Regions from separate parts of the Sus scrofa genome. Here all the other regions are linked to region 2. A link is a contact called in public HiChIP or PLAC-seq and promoter capture Hi-C data. All regions are on one chromosome and are shown on one strand. Each heading gives the region's core, a stretch centred on a gene start, on an enhancer-like site or on the middle of the called end of the contact. The rest is flanking DNA. Distances are from core to core; before and after follow the strand shown. Region 1 holds the start of COPS5 (COP9 signalosome subunit 5). Region 2 holds the start of MTFR1 (mitochondrial fission regulator 1). Region 3 holds the start of ARFGEF1 (brefeldin A-inhibited guanine nucleotide-exchange protein 1).

Evidence for each region. Promoter capture Hi-C pulls out the DNA fragments that hold promoters and counts their contacts. HiChIP or PLAC-seq counts read pairs in DNA pulled down with a chosen protein or histone mark.
Region 1: a promoter capture Hi-C map of fetal liver shows a contact between it and region 2, with 6 times the contacts expected there. The contact joins the promoter of COPS5 here to the promoter of MTFR1 in region 2. A contact is called at or near these places in 2 of 5 promoter capture datasets (fetal liver and liver) and 2 of 47 Hi-C or Micro-C datasets (alveolar macrophages and heart right ventricle).
Region 3: a contact with region 2 is called in an H3K27ac HiChIP or PLAC-seq map of alveolar macrophages. The contact joins the promoter of ARFGEF1 here to the promoter of MTFR1 in region 2. A contact is called at or near these places in 1 of 5 promoter capture datasets (liver) and 1 of 2 datasets of contacts at active chromatin or transcription factors (alveolar macrophages).

What each region holds. Positions count from the first base shown.
Region 1 is chr4:67,739,063-67,742,555 of Sscrofa11.1, forward strand. It overlaps COPS5 (COP9 signalosome subunit 5), which reads left to right and starts at 1,754. Exons shown (of 8, transcript NM_001105300.1): 1 at 1,754-1,944. The coding sequence starts at 1,802. The region is part of intron 3 of CSPP1 (centrosome and spindle pole-associated protein 1); the gene reads right to left.
Region 2 is chr4:68,968,732-68,972,346 of Sscrofa11.1, forward strand. MTFR1 (mitochondrial fission regulator 1) reads right to left here and starts at 1,267. Exons shown (of 7, transcript XM_021089295.1): 1 at 833-1,267.
Region 3 is chr4:67,463,118-67,466,986 of Sscrofa11.1, forward strand. ARFGEF1 (brefeldin A-inhibited guanine nucleotide-exchange protein 1) reads left to right here and starts at 2,400. Exons shown (of 39, transcript XM_001928010.7): 1 at 2,400-3,067. The coding sequence starts at 2,944.

The sequences.
Region 1 (3,493 bases), core at 504-3,003, 1.2 Mb before region 2:
TTCCCAAAGCGAAATTGATTCTGTCTCCTCCAGTCGGCCTAAGGGTCAAAGCCTAGGGGTGGGGTGGGGGAGTGGATAAGGTTGGTAGTGAGAGAAAACTTGTTGGCACACCTTTCCAGGGCATTATCGTTCTCCCAGGAATGTGGTCAACGTTTTGTCCTAGGCTTCTATTATTAATTTCAACATATGCAGTACACCCCAAAACTTAGTGGCCATATGCTACCACTAGAAAAGAGATATCTAGATTCCCGGGACAGTGGAACTAAGTGACCTTTATCTTGTTAGTTTGTACGAGGGCTTGAAAGATAAATTTTCTTCAAATGGAATTTAATGTCAAAACCACAGGCGGAGTTGTGGATTCCATAATACTAATGTTGTCTTAACTAAATGTCACACAGCTTTCTAGGAGTGGAGGATACAGCTCAGAACCAAGTGCCCTGCACTCTGAAACTGAGAGTGAAAAGAAAAACTTCCAGGTAAACAAATACATTATTTCCTTGCACTGTAACAGTTATGCAAGCACCTACAGGCATTTAGAGACACGGCAGAAGGATTACTGGAGAGAGAAAAGTTAAGAAGGATTGCGTGGCAGAGAGCTCTGAGCTGTGTTTTTAAATGTAAGTTTAAACTCCCAGTCCGAAAAGTCAGGGGAGAGCTTTTCAGGCAATGCTAGCCACCTTATGCAAAGTTTCAGGGTAACTAAAGAAAGATGAAACTGGAGAGGTGAATTGTGATGCCCCCCCTCCCCTTTTCCCCCAGGGGGAAAAAAATTGAACATCTATGGTAGACATTGAGGATACAACAAGGAGCACACCTGGTCCCTGTGTTTTGGAACTTAGAATCTAATGCGGGGGGGGGGGGAGAATAACTAAAACAAGCAAATAATGAAATAATTAAATACCGTTTGAACTCTTGGATGACAACCAATACTCCCCCTAGATTAATTCAGTCTCGGAGCAGAGTTAGTTCCACAGAGCAATGCAGAAGATTAAACTGTAAACTATTATAGCAACTGGGTACTGGACATTTTCGGGACATTAATAGCGCCTAGAGATGTTAATTTTTACAAACACACCAAGGCATGACCGTAGCCATCCACGAGTTTCCACAGCTTCATATGATCGCTAGAGAACGCCCAAGAGAAGCTTAGTGCCCAACCACGAGCCCATAGGATTTTACACATGTGCGGTGATTCATCTGAAAGTAAACTAGGATGTCATGTATTCTCTCAAAGCCAGCATTCAGAACTATTTATCTCAATTTTTCCAGACATCCTTTTTTTTTTTTAAGTCTTTCAACAAACTTACTGCATTTAAAGTACCTGCACCTACATAAAAACAATTCTTTCTCCCATCCCCGTTTAAGGATCTATTTTTAATATGGCGGAGGCCGAGCCTGCGCAGTACGAACAAGGAAGGTCAATTCGTTTTCTGGCATAACGTTACATGCCCTTCTTCCGGTGCGGAAGGCTATACCATTCCTTACATAAACGCTGTTTTTGTCTTAATTCACACATATAATTTTCCAAGATAATATGTCTTCATTTAATCCACAAGGAGATTCCTCTGTCTCTAACTATTGTGTAACTGCTGTTTACACCGTCGCGTTCCGGAAGGACCCCCGCCATCCTCGAATGGTCGGTACCAACTTCACCTCCGGTTCTAGGTGTCATGGCTGCCTCGAGAGTCTAGTACCAGTTTGCACCTGCGGTGGGGTGGGTCTGAAGCCCACACCCGGAAACCTAGCGAGGTTGAAGTTGCGTCTTGGTTGTAGGGGCAACAACTTCTCCGAATCCTCTGCGATGGCGGCTTCTGGGAGTGGTATGGCCCAGAAAACGTGGGAATTAGCCAACAACATGCAGGAAGCCCAGAGTATCGATGAAATCTACAAATACGACAAAAAACAGCAGCAAGAAATCCTGGCGGCGAAACCCTGGACTAAGGAGTGAGGAGGTCCCTGGCGAAATGCTGGGGAGGGAAGGGTGGCGGGAGTTTAAGAGACCCAGTAGGGGTGGGAGCTGAAGCGGGGACTGGGCTTGTCTTTTCTTGTGCAGGGAAGAGGAAGAGTAAGCGTCTGAGAATTTTTGCTTTGCCTTTTTATCCGCGCAAGTTGAGCGTAAGTCCCTCCTTTGGGGCTCGCTTGACTCCCCTTTCTGTCTCTTTAACCCGTTTGCCTCGGGAGAATGGAAAAGGAAAACGGCAAGCGGTGATTTGGGCTTTTACTCCTCAACACCCATACCGTCACGTATGCTACACACTCTGCCTTGAATCCTGTGTCGGTATACACTTTGTTGGGACTTGCAGCAGATCTTAGACTGGAGACTGTAGCTGTCTTCAGAAATTGAGCCAGCCCAACGGTCTTTAATTAAAAGCCATCGTTTAGATCTGTAATTGTTTTTCGATTGCTGGTAATTATTTTAGAAACACCGCGAGGTTCTACTTAGTCTCCCAAAATGTTAGCAAGTTCACATAAGCTACAAATTAAATCAATAGAGTTCTTTGCCATTTAGCAAAACAGCTGTGTCCCTGAGAGTGATGACAGATCGAGGATTCTTTCCCACAGCATTTATCCTTTCCTGAGAGCAGATATTGTTAGAGATAGAGTTAAAAGAGCACCGTCTCTAACAGAGAGATAGATGGGAAAGCGGTGGTCAACAACAAAAACCATGCTTCATCTGTCCCACAAGGCAAGCTTTAATTGTCATTATTCAGATTCAGCAATGTTTATTGAGTACTTACTAAGGACTGAGCACTGAGTTGGTTTGCCTCACCTGCTCTTTCTATAGCAGGCTGTGCATTTTAGGTTGATAGAGCCTATTAAATATTTGGAAACTATTAGCCTCGCTGTGTGATTGTATCTCTAGTTATATACAACCTAGCTGTCTTGAGCCACATCAGTGAGACCAAAATGTAATTTTATTCAACAGTAGTTTAGTCACAACCACAGATGAAAAACTTAAACAGTGATCATAGCAGAACTAAAGATAAGGCTACATTTTCCATTTTGAGGCTGATACCACAGAAAGAAGCCACAGCCCTCAACAGACTTCTTTGAGAGTTCTGTAAAAGATAGGTTGATAATGCTAACAACAGCTAGCATTTAAAAAGTTTTAGTATGTGTCAGGCACTAGGCTAAGTACCTTATATACATTATTTCATTTACTTCATTTCCTCCTAGCAACAGCCCTGTGAAATATCCCTATTTATAGATAAGGAAACAGGCACAGAATTAAGTGAATGTCTCAAGGTCACAGCTAGGACATGGTAGTGCAAGGATGCAAAGGTAGGCAGATGGATGTCAGAGCCCACATTTTTTTGGAGGGGGCACACCCATGGCATACGGAAGTTCCTGGGCTAGGGGTGGAATCAGAGCTACAGCTGCCATTCTACACCATAGCCTCAGCAACACCAGATCTGAGCCACATCTTCGATCACACCTACTGTGGTGATCATTCCACAGTATATGTAGTACATCATGGCAATGCCAGATCCTT
Region 2 (3,615 bases), core at 17-2,516:
TACAAGAAATGAAATATGTCTGAGATATACTTCAAAATAATCGGGGCGGGGGAAGGAGCAAGCCTGGCCAGTTACTGATTTTAAATTGGGTAATGGGTGCACGGAGCTCTCCTACTATCCTCGTGACACTGGAGAGTCTGAAGACTCCCATAATAAAAAGTGCTGTTAAATGTCCAAAGGTCGAGGTGTTTTCTGTTTTCCTTTGGGGCTTAATGCAAATCCCGGTCCCGGTCGGGAAGACAAAGTGGCAAGTTCTAAGAGGCGAAAAGTGAAACGGGGACGCCGGCCAGCTGAGGCTGGTTACGCCTCCCAGGCGGCCCAACAGGTATGCTCCTCCCTCCCAATCCCCGAGGCCCGGACAGGAGGAGCACCCGCCGAGTCACGCCACCGAACCCCCGGGAAAGCGCAACACCCAAGGGAACTGCCGCAAAGGCCCTTCCCTGGGCCGCTGCCTGACTGCCGGCGCGCGAACTGCCGGCTCCCGACGACCGACCAAAGGCCGGGGGAGGAAGGGGGCAGCGATGGGGAGAATAGGTGGGCGGGTGGGTGAGTCCTGCCTTGCCCGGCAAGTCGGCCGAATTCGCTCCGCTCCGCCAAAGCTCCAGCCCCAGCAGGGCCCTCGGCCAGCACGGCCGCCCCCGGACATCTCCGCCTCCCTTCAGCCGCGGCGCGGACACCCCACCGGTACGCGGAGCCCGCCGGCCTCCCCGAAAACCCAAACCCGGCTCCTTCACCTCCTACCCTGAGTGTCACCAAAGGTTCCCGCCGCCGTCCCCGGGGCGCCTCCTCGACCCCAAGCCAACCGCTTTCCAGAGTTTTTACCTCACTCTACCTCCGGCGCGAGGCAGCCCGCCGGCTTCTTCAGCTACTCCACCTTCCAGCTTGACCGTCCCGGGGCGTTGCTGCCAATCACCCAATCTCCGCCCCGAGCCCGGGCGAGGCTCACCAATCAACGGCTCCCTCCGGCCTGGAGGCGGGAGCCGCAAGCGGAAGGCCAGAAGATCGCTGCACGAGCCTGGAGCGGCCTCTCGCAGTGTGCGCACGCGTTGGGCTCGGCTATCGCGTGGGCTTTCCCGTGGACCTTGCTTTTTGTCCTCAGTTCTCTGCCTTGGCAAGTGCTTTGTAAACTTCAACCTCAAGAAAGACCCACATTCTGAATGTAGCCCCAAGTGTGTATTACCTTGAAAGAAGATGTGAATCTTAGCCCTTGTTAAGCTAATAAATGAGCTGTTTCATCTCGCGGTGTAGCAACTTGTGCTCACCCAGCCTTTGCGGACTTCGTATCTCGGGTGTGTTTGTCTAGGGGAAGTAGGGCTGTCGGATTGTACAAAGTGCCTGAAGGGTTAGGATTTTACTTTACCAAGTCTTCGGTTCTAACATGTTTAAGTTTTATTCGTTGGGACACGTGATTTTTAGTAGCTGAGTATCCCAAGACACTCTGGGTTCAATTCATTCTCTCTTGAAAATATGATCATTGCACTTAATAGCTAACAATATATTAAGCATGGTAATATGGGTAGGACTGACAAAAGATTCATACGTAGAGCGGAGAAACCTATTTCTGTTTGGCTTTTCAAGAGCCTATTGCTGATTGGCTGTTTCTCTTACCCTCCCATTGTAATTGATCCCAGAGGTCGTAAGCAGACAACAGAGCTCTGAAGTTTTTAATCCGGGTGCCCAAGTCTCTCCCTGGCGAGGCTTTCCCCCTTCAGCAAAAGCGTTAATTCATCTACTTAACAAGGGCTTGTTAGGGGCCCACTGTGACAATACAAAGATTTTAAAGAGCTTTGAACCACGCCCTCAGTGAGCCTACGGGCTAACAACAAGGTTAATTTATATAACCAAAAGTTGTAACCAGGTATGGAGGGGGCTGGGAAACCCGCCTAAGCCTGCCCGGGTTCTCAGGGAGTGCATCTGGAAGAAGAGAATGCTTGGGCTGGGGTCTGATGAAGCAGCAGAAGCATCTGAGCTCAAGGGGCAGGGGCAGAGCATGGCGATATATCTAACAAAGTTCACTTGTTGCTTATGAGATTTTCCTAGGGTGGATTTAGTGCGAAGCTAATGAAGCATCTGCCATTGACTTGCACCAGCTCTCTCCAAGAGCCAAGGAAGGGCCCCAGCACCTAATAATGCACATGATCATATGTAGTTTTCAACTCTTTAAAGGGGCCCCAGCACCTAATGCACATGATCATATGTAGTTTTAAACTCATATGTCTTAGAGCTGTCCTCAACAGGGATTGGCTAAGGCTTTTTTCCATGCCAATTTCCTTTCCTTCACACTTCCCTTCTAGGTGCCCTGGAGTGGCTCTGGGCTTTTGGGGGATCTGAGTGAGGGAAAGAGTTGAGATGGAACTGGAGCCACTTCCCTGATAAGTTATTTCTGACTCTCCTGGTGTTGGAATAGCTTCCAGGAAAACTCCTAGCTACACTCTATTCTATCTCATAAATGAATGTGTCCCAGGGCACCTGGCAGTAGATGCACATGGGTGGAGAAAGAGAAAAGAGTTTGAAATGTGCTGAGCCAAAAGTTAATCTAGGGGGAAATCTTCCAGTCATCACACTTTTAAAATTATAAGATTACAGGGAGTTCCTGTTGTGGCGCAGTGGAAATGAATCCAACTAGTATCCATGAGGGTATGGGTTTGATCCCTGGCGTTCCTCAGCATTGATGTGAGCTATGGTGTAGGTCACAGATGCAGCTCCAACTCCATGTTGCTGTTGGCGTAGGCTGGCAGCTACAGTTCTGATTCCACCCCTAGCCTGGGGACTTCCATATGCCATGAGTGCAGCCCTAAAAAGCAAAATAAAAATAAAGATAAAAATATATGTGATTATAAAATCATAATTTTCTGTTCCAGACTCCAATCCAAATTGCCACATTGCATTTAGTCATCATGTTTCCTTAGACTCCTCTGGCCTATCAAGAGTTTCTTTCTTTTTTTTTTTTCTTTTTCTTTTTAGGGCTGAACCCACAGCATATGGAAGTTCCCAGGCTAGGGGTTGAATTGGAGCTACAGCTGCCAGCCTACATCACAGCCACAGCAATGCCAGATCTGAGCCATGTCTGTGACCTACACCACAGCTCATGGCAACACCAGGGCCCCGACCCACTGAGCGAGGCCAAGGATGGAACGTGCGTCTTCATGGATACCAGTCAGGTTTCCACTGTGCCACAAGAGGAACTCCCTGTCAAGAGTTTCTCATTCTTTATTTATAACTCATGACACTCTTGAGGAGTCTGGTCAGGTATTTTGTAAAATGTTCCTCAGTTTGAATTTGTCAGATGTGTTTCTCATGATGAGACTGGGATTATAAATTTTGGGTAAAGTACCACATGGGTGAGATGCTCGTCTCATAATGTCATTTCAGGGGTACGTTACCACTTATGTCAGCTGATGTTAACCCTGATCACCTGCACCATGTTAGGGTTTGTTAGTTTCCCCACTATCAAGTTGAATTCCCCCTCCTTTCCATATTCTCTTCTTTGGAAGAAAGTCACTAAATCCAGTCCACGAGAAAGGAGAATAGGAGACTAAAAGCTTCAACCCCTGGAGAAGACTAACTATACAAATTCTGTAAGGATGATTTGTCTCTCCCTCACCTGCTTATTTA
Region 3 (3,869 bases), core at 1,150-3,649, 1.5 Mb before region 2:
AGTTTATACCAAAAGCCTTCTTTATGGCATTACTATACTAGATGCTAGGCATATGGAAATGAATAGACAGATGAGGTCTTTCTCTTGAGGCTAACAGATAAGAATCAAGTAAGCAGACAAGATGACTACAGATTGTGATATGTGCTATGTAGTATACCCTGTTTAAGTGCTAAGATTTCTGTATTATTCATTAATGAATGCCAAGTGTATTGTTTAGGATTAAGTTAGCTGCTAAACATAACTTGAGTTTACTTTGCCCACCTAAAGTCCAGAATGAGCATTCTTGATTGGCTGGTTCTCCACCACATGGTAATTCAGGGACCCAGGCTTTGCCATCTTTAGCATGCAGCCACAGAAGGGAAAGGGCATGAAAATCTGCTTGTGGAGGATATTTTTTTTCTCTCTTGCTTTTTAAGTCCACACCTGCCGCATATGGAGGATCCCAGGCTAGGGGTCAAATTGGAGCTGTAGCCGCTGGCCCACACAACCACAGCAATGCCAGATCGCAGCCATGTCTGCAACCTACACCACAACTCATGGCAATGCCAGATCCTTAACCCACTGATCAAGGCCAGGGATCAAACCTGTGTCCTTATGAATGCTGGTCAGATTCGTTTTCACTGAGTCACGACAGGAACTCTATTTTTTTTTTTCTTTTTTTATTGAGCTAAATCTGGATGGTTACATTTAACTGGAAGACAGACTAGGGAACACAATTTATGTTTGTGCAAAGGAAAGAAGAGTAAATGGATTTGGTGATCAACCAGCATCTTCCACAGTACCTGCGACAGAACACCCGCATTATGAAGAAAAAAAGATAAATTTGGAATGGAGCTTGTTCTAAAAAACTTTATAATCTACAAGTGTACCTAGAAATTAGTATTATATTTGATCTAGTATACTGAATCTTTAAATTCTAGGAATCTAGAAATAGTCTTTAGAGTAAAATTAGTTGAATTTACAGATTTCTCAGGACAAGAAAGTTTAGAAAAATTAATGTAGGGGTTCCTGCCATGGCACGGTGAGTTGAGGATCCAGCATTGCCACAGCTGTGACAGAGGTTGCAGGTGCGGCTCGGATTCAGTCCCCCGCCAGGGAACTTCTGTATGCCTCAGGTGTAGATGAAAAAAAATAATAATAATTTGTTCATTTTAATTAGGATCATTCTCAAGGTTTCCATTTTTATTTCCCGTGGTTTTTAGACTGTCCCAAATCTTGTCACTCAAATTGGAGCTGTAGCCGCTGGCCCACACAACCACAGCAATGCCAGATCAGGGCCATACCGGCGGCATATACAGGTTCCCAGGCTAGGGGTCCAATCAATAGGAGATGGCCTACACCACAGCTCACAGCAATGCGGATCCTTAACCCACTGAGCAAGGCCAGGGATTGAACCAGCATCCTCATAGATGCTAATCAGGTTCATTTTCACTGAGCCACGACGCGAACTCCCAGACTCTCCATTTTTGAATTTGGATGGTTGCATTAGGACAAGTCCACAGTCAAGAGGATCGAATAGACCAGAACTGTGAGAGACACAGTCTAACAGTGTGTAACAGTTTGGGGCGTGTGGTTGATAACAGCCACACAGTAGCTTTGAACTTGGAGATATGCACCTAGATCACCATGTAAATTATTTGCATATAGTTTAATGGTATTCTTTATCATTTTCTGTTCTGAATGAAACATTGTAGACATCTGAATTCTTCTTTAGTATTTAAGCAGACACGTGTGTCTGCGGTAACATCTGTACTTAGAGCTTTTCCATTCTGAAACTAGTTTTCCTGTCCTGAGCCGAATCTTAGTATTAATGGCATAGAGCTCTAAGGGAACTCATCAATCAGAAGCATTCACCTGTTCCCTTAACTTTAATCTCAATTCAGTAGAGATCTGAAACCTAGAGTTTACCGATTTTTATCCTACAGAAATGAAAAAGTGAAACAGTCCCCAATCCTTGTCAGATTGGTTTTAGTCTTCCCAAGAGAGAATCCTGAGGTAGTCGGCGGGCACGGACCTGGACAGCAGTTTCGTGCAGCTGGTAAGGAAACTGAAAATCGAGAGTGCCAGGTGAAGACCGCGCGGCTGAACCTGGGCCGGACGGCTGTTTCCGTGACCCCTGGAGCGGAAGGGGCCGCGCGCCCACCGGGGGGCTCTCCATATGCTTCCGATACGTGGATGCAGCGCAGCTGGGAGACCCATTCATTCAGTAGGAGCTTCGGCCCCGGGGGTTCCGGGTGCCAGGGCGCAGCCCCAGTGAGGAGCCCGAAGCGCCCCGCGTGGCGCCGCAGGACGCCCGCCACGCCCCACGCCGCCCTGCAGGCAAACGCGGGAGGCGGCGAGGCCCCGCCGGGCCGCCGTAGCGCTGCGGCTCGAGCCGCTCCTCCCGCGCCGCCCTCCGCCCCCTGCCTCCCGGCGCCGCGGCAGCTCTGGGCAGCCGACGCTGCCGCCGCCGCTTCCTCCTCTGCAGCCGTTCGGCCGCTGCGTGACGCGTCGTTTCCTCCCAACATGGCGGCCGGGGCAGGTCGGCGGTGATGGAGGCCAGTCCGCGGCCACGGCGGGTGCTAATCCCCACAGTAGCCAGGGCAGCCCTGCTCTCGCCGGGCCTCTGAGCCGCCGCCTCGTCCCTCGGCCTCCGGCTGACGGCCGCCGAGCTGGGCTCCCTCGCCGCCCCCGGGCCGGAGGGACAAGTGGAGCGGGGTGGCCGGCAAACGACCCCCGGGCGGGGAGAAGCGGAGGTCCCACGGGCGCGGCCCCTCTGGGGGCGGTGACGACCTCCGCGCTCCTCGGCCGCCCGCCCCTTCCTGATCCTGCCGCTGCCCTCCACGCCTCCTCTTCCCCACCTCCACCCCCTCTCCTTTCTCTCCGCTTTTCCTCCCCCTCCTCCTCCCCTCCAGCCGCTGGGAGCCGCGGGTCGGACGAGCCGCCGCCTCCTTCTCTGCGTCCATGTATGAGGGGAAGAAGACGAAGAACATGTTCCTGACCCGGGCCCTGGAGAAGATTTTGGCCGACAAGGAAGTGAAGAAGGCGCATCACTCCCAACTGCGCAAAGCGTGCGAGGTGGCGTTAGGTGAGTGGGGAGGAGGCCGGGGATGGGGGTGGGGGAATGGGGGGGGCGCCGGCGCGGGAGGTGGGGTCGCTGGGGGCTCGCCCTGAGCCGGCGCCGCTAACCTCGGGGAGCCCTCGCCGAGCCCCGGCCGCCTGGCTGGAGTTGACAGTAACTCGGCTGGATGGGGGGCAGAGGCAGGGTGGAGGAGGAAGGGCAGTTAGTTAGCTCGGCCCGGGGCCGGCGGCTGCGCTCGGGCTCGACTCGGGAAGAGCAGGTTGTGTCGGCCGACCGTGCGGTGCGGACAGGCTCTCACCCTTTGTGAGGCGGCAGCAAGAGGAGCTGTTGTTTATTGGCGTGGAAAATTGAGGTGGAGCTGATTTGGCAGGATTGGGCGTGGGAAGGGTTCTGTCTTGTAATTTCCATAACTTTGTCGTTTGGCGTGGTACTTTGGGAAGCTAGGCTGAAGTTGTTCCCTTGTTGACAGTCTCGAGAAGGGGTTTGCGAGAGGTGCAGCCTGTTCTGACATCTCTCCGCCTCCGCCACGGGAAAAACAGAGTAATGTGGTATCCGACTGGGCTGACCTGGAAGAACTAGACCGGAGGTTAAGGGGTGGGGGGGCGAGATAAAAGCGGGGAAGGATAGGACCTTTAGATAAGATGGCTTTAGGGGACAAGGAAGGAAGGGTTTGAATGGGGAAGAGGAAAAAGACAATGACACCCACCAGCCACATGTTTGGACCGTGGCAGCCGCTCTCAAGCTTGAATTCTGATTTATAGTTCAGACGGAAGCGATCTAGTGTAATGAAGCCCATAGCGGGGTAAGT